Regions from separate parts of the Sus scrofa genome. Here regions 1, 2 and 4 are each linked to region 3. Evidence: chromatin contacts called from public HiChIP or PLAC-seq and promoter capture Hi-C data. All regions are on one chromosome and are shown on one strand. Each heading gives the region's core, a stretch centred on a gene start, on an enhancer-like site or on the middle of the called end of the contact. The rest is flanking DNA. Distances are from core to core; before and after follow the strand shown. Region 1 holds the start of RBM28 (RNA-binding protein 28). Region 2 holds the start of SMO (smoothened homolog). Region 3 holds the start of ATP6V1F (V-type proton ATPase subunit F). Region 4 holds the start of AHCYL2 (adenosylhomocysteinase 3).

Region 1 (2,708 bases), core at 175-2,674, 280 kb after region 3:
GCACGAATCAACCTTATTCAAATGACACACATTTTCTTAACCCATGGCCTTAAAAATCTATTTTGTATTTCAATACTTCCTCTGCTGAGTTATGTGTTTAAAGATAACTGTGCTTTCCAAGTATTATGTTTTAAGCATGTAATACTTGGAGCTAGGGTTTCATATATCTGATGTTTACCATTCTCCCTTCCCCCTGTCACTATTAACCAGTCATCCATCTATCCAAAATATATTGAAAGTAGATGGGGTTTGGGAGTTCCCTGGTGGCTTAGTGGTTAAGGATCTGGTATTGTCAGTGCTGTGGCTTGGGTCAGTGCTCTGGCATGGGTTTGATCCCTGGCCCAGGAACTCTGTATGCTGTGTCTGTGGCAAAAAAAAAAAAAAAAAAAAAAAAAGCGATTAGATTTGAGGAGAAAGGGAAACACTTTCCACTGTATCTTTTGTACATTCAAAATTTTCTACCTAGGATGTGCTCAGGTTATACTGTTTAAAAAAATGCACTGGGTACTTTTGTTCTGTGCAAATATTCTGCAGAGTGCTGCAGTTTCGCACACACAGGTCAGTGCCTGGACCAGTGGGATGGCACACACTGTGTGTGCCAGGATCCAGAGCACTCAGACCTCCTGGTCAGTGAGATTCCTCAGCCTTGGGCCTGTCTGATAAGCTCACCTGAGGAAAGATTTCCTATCTCTGGGAGGATCTGTGTTCTAGGTCTGTGTGTATAAGCTGGATGTCTAGTTTGTTCTGGGTGCATTCTCATGTGACCTTGCATGGTTCGGGCTATTATTTATTTGTAAAATTTTTTTGGGGGGGGATTAATGTCTGTCTACCCCTACTACACTGTATTCTCCATAAGACCAAGAGCCCTGTCTTTTTTTAGCTCACCAGTTTTATCCCTAGTGCTTGGCATATAGTAGGAGCTAAGTAACTTTTTTTGAAAGAATGATCGTGTATGATCTGTGCCTGTATATACTTTAGTAACTATAATTTGTCTGTGACTTGTTAAAGGCATGGTTAGAGTTATCTGCTATAGTGTGACAGATGTCTCATAGTCTCTGAGAACGTGAGAAGTGTCAGAATGAAGTATGTGACATACTTGTGTTTATATTGTGTGTTTTATGCATGTAATCTGGGAGTCTGTGGTGGCACTTCAAAAAAAATTTATTAAACATCTATTATATGTTATATCCTGGGTTAAGCCCAGAGCAAAAATAACTTCTCTTGCCTGCCTGGCTGAGTTTGGTATAGATCTCCAGAAGGTGAGATTTTAAGCAGGGTAGAAACTAGCGACGCCAAATTTCCCTACAGAGACAGGGGGCGGTACTTGGACCAGGGGTGGAGCCCCACTCGAGGAGCTCCGCCCCTGGGCGGTACGATTTTTTTCCTTCCGGGCTGTTTTTTTCCCCTTCCACCCTGTTTTCCTCCGGACGCTTTTGAGCGACGAGCACTTCCGGGGTTTCCCGGCAACTTGGCGTGGTCGGCTCACCAAAGTCAGTTCCTGGACTCACGTGCGTCAACTAGGTTTGCTTGAGGCCCTGCCCGTCTCCGTTTCTCTGCCTCATGGCGGGGCTGACCCTGTTTGTGGGCCGCCTCCCACCCTCGGCCCGAAGCGAGCAGCTAGAGGAGCTGTTCAGTCAGGTGGGGCCGGTGAAGCAGTGCTTCGTGGTGACTGAGAAAGGTAGGGGGCGGGGCGATCGGGGACAGGGTTGGGGTTCCTGGGAGCCGGATGGGGGCGAGAACACCCTCCCAAACTTCATAATACTTTATTCTCCCCTCAGTGAAAGGACTTGGAGGTTAAATTTCTTTTCCAAACTGACTCTGCTCTGGATGAATCCATAGAGACCGTTTCTGAAACTCCAGTCAGTCCCTTGAGTTTGTGTACCTCTTTCCTTTATTATGTGCGCTCACATATAAGATTCTGTTTCATAGTAAACATAAGTAATTTTTAATCAAACATCAGTAAAACTTATTGAGAATCGATTGATTGCCAGGTGCCGTGCGTTCCATCAATCTAATTGGGTGGGACCTTAACCCTGTTACACAGGAGAGGAATCTAGGGCTTCGGAGAATTTAGGAACGTTAGCTTCAGTTTGTAGAGCTAGCAAGTAGCAGATTCAGAATTTGATCACCAGACTCAGAGCTCTTAACCAATATGTTATTCATACACCCGGCTATTTATTTCCTCAGTATTTATTGAATGCTTGCTCTGTCACTGGCACTATTGTAGGGCCTGGGAATACAGCAGTGCACAGACCCAATCCAGAAATCTGGCTCTTGTCTTCAAGATGGGGAAGACAGCCAATAAATAAGCAAAACATATAGTGATAATGGTGATAAACGTTGAGGAGAAAAATAATGAAAAATAAAAATAATTTTAAAATAAGAAAATTAGGGAGTGAGTGTCTGAATGTATGTGTGGTGTTGGTGGGGAAACTGTAGAGAGAGGGGTCGGGGAGTCCCCAGGGAAGGCCTTAGGGATTTGAGAGGGTGAACACTTATTTCTCAGCCAGAGGAGCAGCCTAGCGCAAGGATACTGAAGAGGAGTGTGAATAGTATATTGGAGGCACAGCGAGGAGACCTGGGTGACTGGAGTACAGTGAGTGAAAGAAGAGAATTACCAGATGAGATCTTGGACTTTGGCTTTGGCTCTGAGATAGGAAACTACTGGTTTTGAGCATGGAGCAGTAAACATCATCTGACTTCCCATT
Region 2 (2,700 bases), core at 145-2,644, 280 kb before region 3:
CAATCATACTCACTACGAGCAAGAGATGGCAAGGCCAGTTCCCTTCCCAAGCCTTACTCAGGTCCCCAGCCCAGAAGAGTGACAGGTGGGGGGCTAACCCACTCCACACTGCTAGGAAGGATCTGCTTGGGTTCAGTCTGGTTTTTCAGGCCCGGCCAGGTGAGGGTTCTGGGACTTCAGATCACCATGGAAGTATCCACACGCTTCCCACATCCCAGAGCTAAGTATCCTTCCGCAGCCCTGACCAGTCTGAAGATCCAAATTTCAAAAAAATCCACGAATAATCGTTCGGAGAGTCTCATTCCCTCACAACTCAGACAAGGAACCAAGATCCCATTTTCCAGATGGGGAAACTGTGAACTCTCTGGTGACAGCAAGGTTAAGGTGACAGTTCTCTGGACTTCCTGTCTCCCAAAATAAAATTTCTGACACTTTCCAGTTATCTTTTAATTACTCATCACCAGAGGTTTCTTCTCCTTCGCAAATTTCACTCAATTCTTCTCCCCACCCTCTCCCTCAAAGCCTAAATCTTCTACCCCCATCTTTCGCTCTTCCCTCTCCACTTCGATTTCCCAGCGGTCTCTTCAACGGCTAAACACCTCCTTGAAATCCCAAGGGCCCTGCTTCCCAAGTGGCTCTTAGGTGGAGCATCTGCTCTTTTAAAAAACGTCCTTTCCTGTGTCTCAGAGCTCCCCGCTCGCGGGCCCCTCATTCCCCCGCATCCTTTGCTAACCCGCCCTGCCCAGGCCCTTTGTGACCCGCTTCCTCAACTTCCTCGCCCTCCCTCCTCGTCACCGAGGGTCCCAGTCTGTACACAGCCTCTTCCCAGAGTTTCAGACTCTGTTCCTCCACCTCTCCAGGGAGCGGCTCCCGCCCTCTCAAAAGTTCAGGCCTGAGCCTATTCTTTCCAAGAACCCCCGCATCCCACCACCTCAGCCTCGGGCTCCGGCTCCCGCGCACTTACCCGACCAGAGCACCAGCTTGCCGTGCGCTTCCTCCTGGGAGTCCGAGTCCCCGGCCAGCAGCGTGGAGGTGGCCCCGTAGGGCAGCGCCGAGCCCAGGCACACGTTGTAGCGCAGCGGCTCGCAGGGGGCGGCCCGGCCGCAGTGGCTCAGCGGCGGCGGAGGGCCGGTCACCGCCGCGCTCCGTCTCGCGCTCCCGCCCGCGCTCCGCGGCCCAGGCCAGGTCGCGTTCCCGCTCAAGGCCGCCCCCCAGCCCGGGTCCCCCAGCAGCACCAGCAGCAGCAGCAGCCCCAGGAGCAGGAGCTCCGGCCCCCGTGCGAGGCGGGCAGCGGCCATGGCCAAACCCGCCAACTCAGCAGAAGCCCCGGCGCCCCCGCCCGCTCCCCGCAGCCCCCCGGCCACACGCGCAACCCGTGGGACCGCGGGGCCAGCTCAGGCGACCCGGGCGCCCCGCGAGTCTGGTGCCGGGCCCCCCTCGACGCGCCGCGCGCTGCGGGCCCTCGGCGCCCAACTTCGCAAACTTTGGAACCCGGGGCCCATGTTGGGCGGCGGAGGCCCGGCCCGGGATGCGCAACTTCCTACCCCTTCCTCTGGTAATCCCAGTTATCTTCAGCCCCGGGAGCCCCCCGGGCCCCCAATCTCCAGCCCCATTCCTTCTCCCACCGTTAAAATCACCTCCTGGCGTCGCGAAGGAGGCCAGGCGCGGGCCGGAGAGGCGGGACTCGGTCCTCGGCTGCGCCCCCGCGCCAGCCCGCGGCCCAGCTGCCCCCTTCACCAGAGCGCGCCGCAGCCCCCCGACTTCTCCCCGCCAACTACCCGGCTCCTTTGTTGCTCTAGCTCGCTCGGCTCTCTGGAATGCACGGCCCTCGCCGAGCCAAGCCCGGCCCCCCCTCCGCCACGGCTGGGGGAGGGACTGGCCGAGGGAGGGAAGAGGAGGGGAGGGATGCGAGAGAGGAGGAGCTCGAGCTTCAGCGTCCCGGGCGCCCCGAGAGGCCCGGGCCAGGGGGCTCTGGTGACCCCGCCGCCGCCCCGGGGCAAGAGATGGGTGGAAATCACGGCCAGTAGCTGTCAAAGGCTCAGCAGCCCCCTTGACTGGCCTGAGGATGGTTCAGCTTGGTCGTCTGCAGGGAGTGGACTCTTCTGGTTTACGGTGGTGGAGACAGAGGGGTGTCTGAAGTCAGCTGAAGCCTCTACTACGTCCCGCCCTGCTCCCCAATCCGCCAATCTTTTCTGCTTTTGGTTAGACCTTTCAACTTGTCCTGGGCCCCATGGAGAAGACCAAGGGTTTGCGGTTCCCGCTTGTCCAAGTCCTTCCAGCTCGGGACCTGTGTGAGAGATGACCTCAGATTCCCTCAGGACAGCTGCCCCTGCTGCTGTGAGAGCAGGTGTCAGGAAACCAAAAGTGGGGCATCAAGTCTTTATTGCTACAAGTGTGTGATGCTCTGAACTGTGGTTGCCCACAGCTGGCCCTGGAGTGTCTTTGGTTATGTCCAAAAGAAGGCAGTCCCTCTCTGATGACGCTCATATGCTGGCCTGGCGGAGGAAATTTATGCTGCTTTCCTTCCCTACCCTGCTTATTTTACTTTTTCTCACTCCTTTGCTTTCAGTCACCGAGTCTGATTTCACTTTGTAGGAGTTTACACCTTTTAATTAGCAGGGGTCCAGCCAGGAGAGTGAGCTTGCATTGAGCAAATTTTCCATGTTGCTGATGGGGCAGCACACAAGGGTGGTTTTCCTC
Region 3 (2,713 bases), core at 21-2,520:
GCTCAGGGCTGGGCTGTTTAGGGGGAAACAGGCAAGAGTGGTTTGTTCCTGAGAGACTTGGCACCGGGGCCCTAGAAGAAAGGGTGTGGGAAAGAACAGGGGGCAAGCATCCTCCACTCTAGTCACCAGGATGCCTCCTGGATTAAGGGACATGCCTGCACCCACATTTTAAAGCTACTGCTCTTAAGCCAGGCCAGGAAACGAAGATTTGAAGTGTAAGGTCTTAGCAGAAGTCCTGATATTCTGTCCGCTGGGCTCAGGACAATGGGAAATTCCAAAGCAGACCAAGGAGAGCTGCACAAGCAGAGAGTAGACCTGGCTTAAGAAAGGCAGAAAGGGAGGGACAGGGTTCAAATCCCCACTAGGTCTCTTGTGAATCGTATGACTTTAGAATGTGCCTTGACCTCTCTGAGCTTCAGTCTTCTCGCTTATACGTGGGAATAACCATGGCCTTACATCACGATTGTGAGAGCCTCTAAGGGAGATGAAAACACAAAGAAAAGCTCGAGTCCACTCACTGAATGTGTGGTTCCTTTAGAAGCCAACTCGCAAAAGAGTCGACTGCTTGCAGTGACCGGAGCCTGCTCTACGGGTGAACTGGGGGAACCCCTGCAGAGGATCTGAGACTGACCCTTTGTGGGGCTTGGGTGCACTGGACGCCCAGCTCTCGCGGGCCAGGTTGGGCCAAAGGGTGGTGCCCGCCCGTCACGAGCTCTGTTCCCCTTCTTTCCTGACACACGGTCATGTGAGAAGGGAGTTTGTGGACCCGACATAGCCTCGGCCCCACCAAGCCCCTAAAGGGAACTTGGGGCGCGTAGGCCTTCGCTCCGGATAGGTGGGTGGACCGACTTTCCAGACCGTCGAGGACGGGATCTGACACTTCGGCCAACGTCTGGACGCCCAGCGACACCCCCGCCTTCTCCCCGCACTCCCACCAGACCCCAGAAGGTCGCGTTCAGGCCTTGCGGGCAACCGTACCGGAAAGTGTCTTCGATCTCATTGATGGTTGTATCCTTCTCCACCACCAGGAAATTAGGGTGGCGGTTTTTGTTAAGCTCCCCTATGCCGCCCAGCAGGAAGCCAGTCACCGTGTCTTCGTCTCCGATCACCGCAATTAGCTTCCCCCTCCCCGCCATCCTCAGAGTCAGACAGCCAGCCGCGACCGCCGGGTGTCACCGAGCTCCGGGTTCGCAGTGCCCCGCCTCTTCGGCCCCACCCCCGGCTCTTTAGACATGCGCAGTTCCACCACTCCGCCTCCTGGGACATGCGCAACAACAGCAAAGGCGCCCGAATCTGCATACGCCTGCGCTATAAAGGGAGGGCCGTTCCCCAGGCCTACGGTTCCCAGAAGTCCGAGCGGCCTCCCCGGGTTTCGCAGGCAAGTTCGATCCTTCTTCTACAAACGTGTCGAGCCTTTTGCTGTGTTAAGATGCCGAGACGCCGACAAGACAGTTCCCGTTCTCGAGGGTAAGGTCCGAGTCTTGTACCGACTGTTTATGTAACTATGGCAGACGGTTAACAACTAGTACATATTCAGTTAATAAGAGGATGGATAAGTTGATGATACTCTCTAGTGCGATAGAGGATTCACAAAGCAGTGTGTTATTTGCTGAAACGTGAGAAGTATGTGGAAGCCCACATCAGGTGTAACTAATCTGTGGGAGAGGGAGCGCACAGAGAAGGTCGCTAGCAGGATGAAGGGGATAGAAATGAGGACGAAGGAGTACCCATCGTGGCTTAGCGGGTAAGAACCTGACTAATCTCTGGGAGGATAGGGGTTCCATCCCTGACCTCACTCAGGGTTAAGGATCAGGCGTTGCCGCAAACTGCGGCGTAGGTCGCAGGTGCAGGTCGGATCCGGTGTAGCTGTGATGTAGGCTGGCAGCTGCGGCTCTGATTTGACCCCTAGCTTGGGAACTTCCATAAGCCACAGGTGCAGCTGTAAGGAAAGAAAAAAAAAATGAGGGCAAGAGGGTGTTCTGGGGAAGAGGAACAGCACGTGCAAAGACTTAGGGCTAGAGAGCATCAGTGCCTTCAAGAAAAGCTAAAGAATCTGGAAGTTACCCTGAGGACGACTGAAGTTACGCTGAAACCCCTGAAGGATTTAGTTGAAGAGAATGAAACGGCCAGGTTCAAGTTTTAGAGATAGCATGGAGACCATGCCGTGTGCCGAGGCCAGACTAAAAGAGGAGAAACCATTGTGGAGAGAGAGTGGTGGCCAGAACCCATGTAGTGGTGGTGATGGCGAATGTGGAGAAGCAGGTGGAGTCAAGAGGGGTTTAGAGACAGCATGGACGGAACTAGTTTGGGGAGTGATAGGGTGCTTCCAGGTTTCTGGCCTATGCGGCTGGGGTGGTCAGGAGTAACATTCCTGAACGCTATGCGGTGAACATGTTGAAGAAAGGTCCGCTTGCTCCCCCGCCCTTTTAAAGAGCAGGCATCCTGGCGTCTGGCATGTGATTTGCAAGTTTAGAGCACTTGAGACATGCAGATAGGGGTTCACTGTGTGGTAGGCTGGGGATTTGGGCACACCTGGTTTGAATCTCAGCCCTGCTGCTCAGAGCTGTGATTTGGGACTCATCCCTGAAATGTTCGGGACCTTGGTCTTTTCAGATAACCGCCTCATAGGGCGGTTAACTGATAACTGCCTCATAGGGCGGTTAGAATTAAGTGAGATGAAGTCCCTAAATGCTCGGCACCTGAGGCCATCCTG
Region 4 (2,887 bases), core at 54-2,553, 310 kb before region 3:
CATCCTAAAAATAATACTGGGATGGGTATTAAAATCACACATCTAGGCACACCTACTCCTTGGTGCTCTTCTTCAAAACTCTGTCTGGAAGAAACTGACAGCTGAGACAGAAAACCCCACTGTGATCGCTTTTCCCAAAAAGAGAAGCATTCCTAACACTTCCTAACACTTTCAGATCATAATGAAAGACCTAATAAAACAATCACCTCTTCATACACAGTACAATAATCTTGGTGGCGACCAACTACTGGGCAGAGAGAACAAACCTCTGAAGAGAAAAGAGTGAAGAGAGTCCATTACCCTTCTACATTCAGAGAGGATGTAAGGAGATCGCAGAATCTGGAATGAAGGGCACAGCATCAGTACTGCTCGATGGAAGTGGTTGGACAAGAACGGCAGAAAGTCATCATCTGCACAGAAACCACACAACTGAGGATCTCAGAGCGAGGTAACTACTCCTTACTCGTTCTTCCAAGAGAGAACCCTTACTGCTGAGTGAACTCTCATAAGCAGTGAGGTTTTTCTACACCATCGGGGTCTTCTCCCCGACAGTCTGGAACATACACACGGAGCATGTCGGGGAGTTCAGCGAGGGCTAAGATTAGGTGGCTCTCCTCTCCCAGCCTACTATTCCAAGTAGTAGGCGAGAGCGCTACCTCCATGTTATTCCCAGCGAAGTACGGCCGTACCCCCTGGAGTCTTCACTCCTCAGCATGGGGCCAGGAAGGGGGCATCTCCGAGAGAGCGGATTTAAGGGCGAAAGGGATCTCTCGGCTTCTACGATGACAAGAGAGGGCGTGGAGGGTGGCGCCGCGCCGCGAGGATCTGCGGTTCCCCCTCCTACCCTCCCTCTCCGACAGAGGCAGCCCGGCCCCAATACCTTCTTGACTGTACGCGGCGCCTCGGTGACGGTGCCGTCGGGGCTGACCAGGGCCTCGCCGCCGTCGCGGTGTCTCTGATGCTGGTGATGAGGGTCGCTCCGCTTCATGGCCGACGCCTGAGGCACTTTCCCAGCGGCGGGGCTGAGAGCCGCGGCGGGCCCCGATCCCGGGCCAGGGGCCGGGGGCCGCTCCGCCGCGGGAGCTGGAGCCTCAGGGTCCCCACCGCCTGCTGGAGGGGCCATGGCGCTCACAGCCGCCGTGCTCAGTCCCAGCTGCGCCTCCGCCTCGGAAGGGCTCAGGTCCTTCAGCTCCACCTCAGGCACCTTCGAGGCAGCCGCTGCCGACACGACCTGCACCGACATCACCGCCTCCACTGCAACCGCCGGCTCAGACTCCAGCTCCAGCTCGGCCCCGCCTCCCGCCTCCCTTCCCCTTCCCTCCCCCATTCCCCCACTCCTCCCCTCCATCGCCTCCGCTCCCACCCACTTCCTCCGCCTGCCCACCCGCCCGCCGGCCCCGGCCTCTCCCTCCCCTCTCTGCCCCGCCCCGCCCCGCCTCGCCCCGCCCCGCCCCGCCCCGCCCCAGACCGCTCCGTCCGGCTTGCCCGCGCGTGTGGTGCCACGGAACCTGTAGTGCGCTTGCTCTGGGCCGAAGGCGGCGAAGAGACGGTGGGACCTCAGCCCCCGACCACCCCTGCGCGCCGCCGGGGGCGGGGCCCGCGAAGCCCCCTGGGGGTTGTAGTCCCGGTCGCCCTTCCTCCGGCAAGCGGGATTCTGTAGCAGAGATGGAGCTTTAGCGCCGGCGACTAAAAGAAAGAAGTGAGGATAGGTGACATGAAGAAGAACATGAGGAAGAGAAGGTCTCCAGAGGAGTTGCGGCTTCCGAGGAGCTAGCTCTAGAAACCCTAAGTTTGGGAAGGTGGAGGAAGATTGACTCTACCCCGACAGTGTAAATTTCTTCCTAGGGTGCACCTCTGCTATCACGTGAGCAGGCATTTAAAGGAAAAGCGGTGGGGAGAGAGCTGGCCTCAGGCTTAATCAAGTGACTTAATTTTTCTGCGTCCGTGAAATTAGGACCTCACACCTTTACTGGCTTTGTTTTTAGAAGGAATAACATGGTCCTGTTTTTAATTGCCTGTTGTGGCAATTTCTGGCACATTCTGGGCTTGGAGTTTAGTATCAGTCTAAAAAAGAAGTTAGGTATCACTAGGTCAAAATTTCAAGACTAAGGAATGAAAACCATTGCCTTAAACAAAGCCAATTCTTTTGCCCTATTAATTCTACTAGGGATATTGTAGAACCCAAGTTTGTATGCCTGTGGCACGGTGAGGCCAAACAAATCGAAACATCAGAGTTTGGAGCAGAGGAAAGTTTATTGCAGCGTGCCAGGAAGAACAGCAGCTGGAGTTCAAAAAACCCTAACTCCCCCATAGTTTTCAGGGAAAAGTTTTTAAGGCAGAATTGGGGTTGAGGGCTCCAGGGTGTGTGATCTTATTCTAATGGGTTGGTGGTGCCATAACCAGGTGATATATCTCTGGGATCTCAGCCTTCTGGTTCCAACCGGCCTATTGCTTGTGGTCAACATGTGGTCACCATTTTCCTCCTGGGTAGGGGTCTTAGTTTTAGTAGAACTCAGACACACATCAGATTGTTATCTATATCCCTTCAGGAGGAACAAGGAGTCCTGTGATGCTATTGTCCTGCTGACATCTTCAGCTTGCTCTTTGGAACTTGGGGAAGGCCTGGGAAACTAAAGCCCTTTGGGTTTTTTGTTAGTTTGTTTTGGTTTTTTTTTTTTTTTTGCCATGCCTGAGGCATGTGGTGGTTAGTTCCTGGGCCAGAGTTCAAAGTGGGCCAGAGCAGTGACCCTGGCCACTGCAGTGACACCATCAGGTACTTAACATTGTGCCACAAGGGAACTCCTAAAGCCTTTTTTTTTTTTTTTTATATATATACAAACAGCAGACAGGGAGGGCCTTGCAGAGTCTTGCTGGGTTCCAGGGAGAT

The links. Promoter capture Hi-C pulls out the DNA fragments that hold promoters and counts their contacts. HiChIP or PLAC-seq counts read pairs in DNA pulled down with a chosen protein or histone mark.
Region 1: an H3K27ac HiChIP or PLAC-seq map of alveolar macrophages shows a contact between it and region 3. The contact joins the promoter of RBM28 here to the promoter of ATP6V1F in region 3. A contact is called at or near these places in 4 of 47 Hi-C or Micro-C datasets (embryonic fibroblasts, fetal skeletal muscle, omental adipose tissue and 1 more) and 1 of 2 datasets of contacts at active chromatin or transcription factors (alveolar macrophages).
Region 2: an H3K27ac HiChIP or PLAC-seq map of alveolar macrophages shows a contact between it and region 3. The contact joins the promoter of SMO here to the promoter of ATP6V1F in region 3. A contact is called at or near these places in 1 of 5 promoter capture datasets (liver) and 1 of 2 datasets of contacts at active chromatin or transcription factors (alveolar macrophages).
Region 4: a promoter capture Hi-C map of liver shows a contact between it and region 3, with 2.6 times the contacts expected there. The contact joins the promoter of AHCYL2 here to the promoter of ATP6V1F in region 3. A contact is called at or near these places in 1 of 5 promoter capture datasets (liver) and 1 of 2 datasets of contacts at active chromatin or transcription factors (alveolar macrophages).

What each region holds. Positions count from the first base shown.
Region 1 is chr18:20,032,881-20,035,588 of Sscrofa11.1, forward strand. It overlaps RBM28 (RNA-binding protein 28), which reads left to right and starts at 1,425. Exons shown (of 19, transcript XM_021078708.1): 1 at 1,425-1,678. The coding sequence starts at 1,561.
Region 2 is chr18:19,477,402-19,480,101 of Sscrofa11.1, forward strand. It overlaps SMO (smoothened homolog), which reads right to left and starts at 1,395. Exons shown (of 12, transcript XM_003134680.5): 1 at 965-1,395. The coding sequence starts at 1,298.
Region 3 is chr18:19,755,436-19,758,148 of Sscrofa11.1, forward strand. It overlaps ATP6V1F (V-type proton ATPase subunit F), which reads right to left and starts at 1,271. Exons shown (of 2, transcript XM_003134698.3): 1 at 979-1,271. The coding sequence starts at 1,136.
Region 4 is chr18:19,440,536-19,443,422 of Sscrofa11.1, forward strand. It overlaps AHCYL2 (adenosylhomocysteinase 3), which reads right to left and starts at 1,304. Exons shown (of 17, transcript XM_005657758.2): 1 at 881-1,304. The coding sequence starts at 1,243.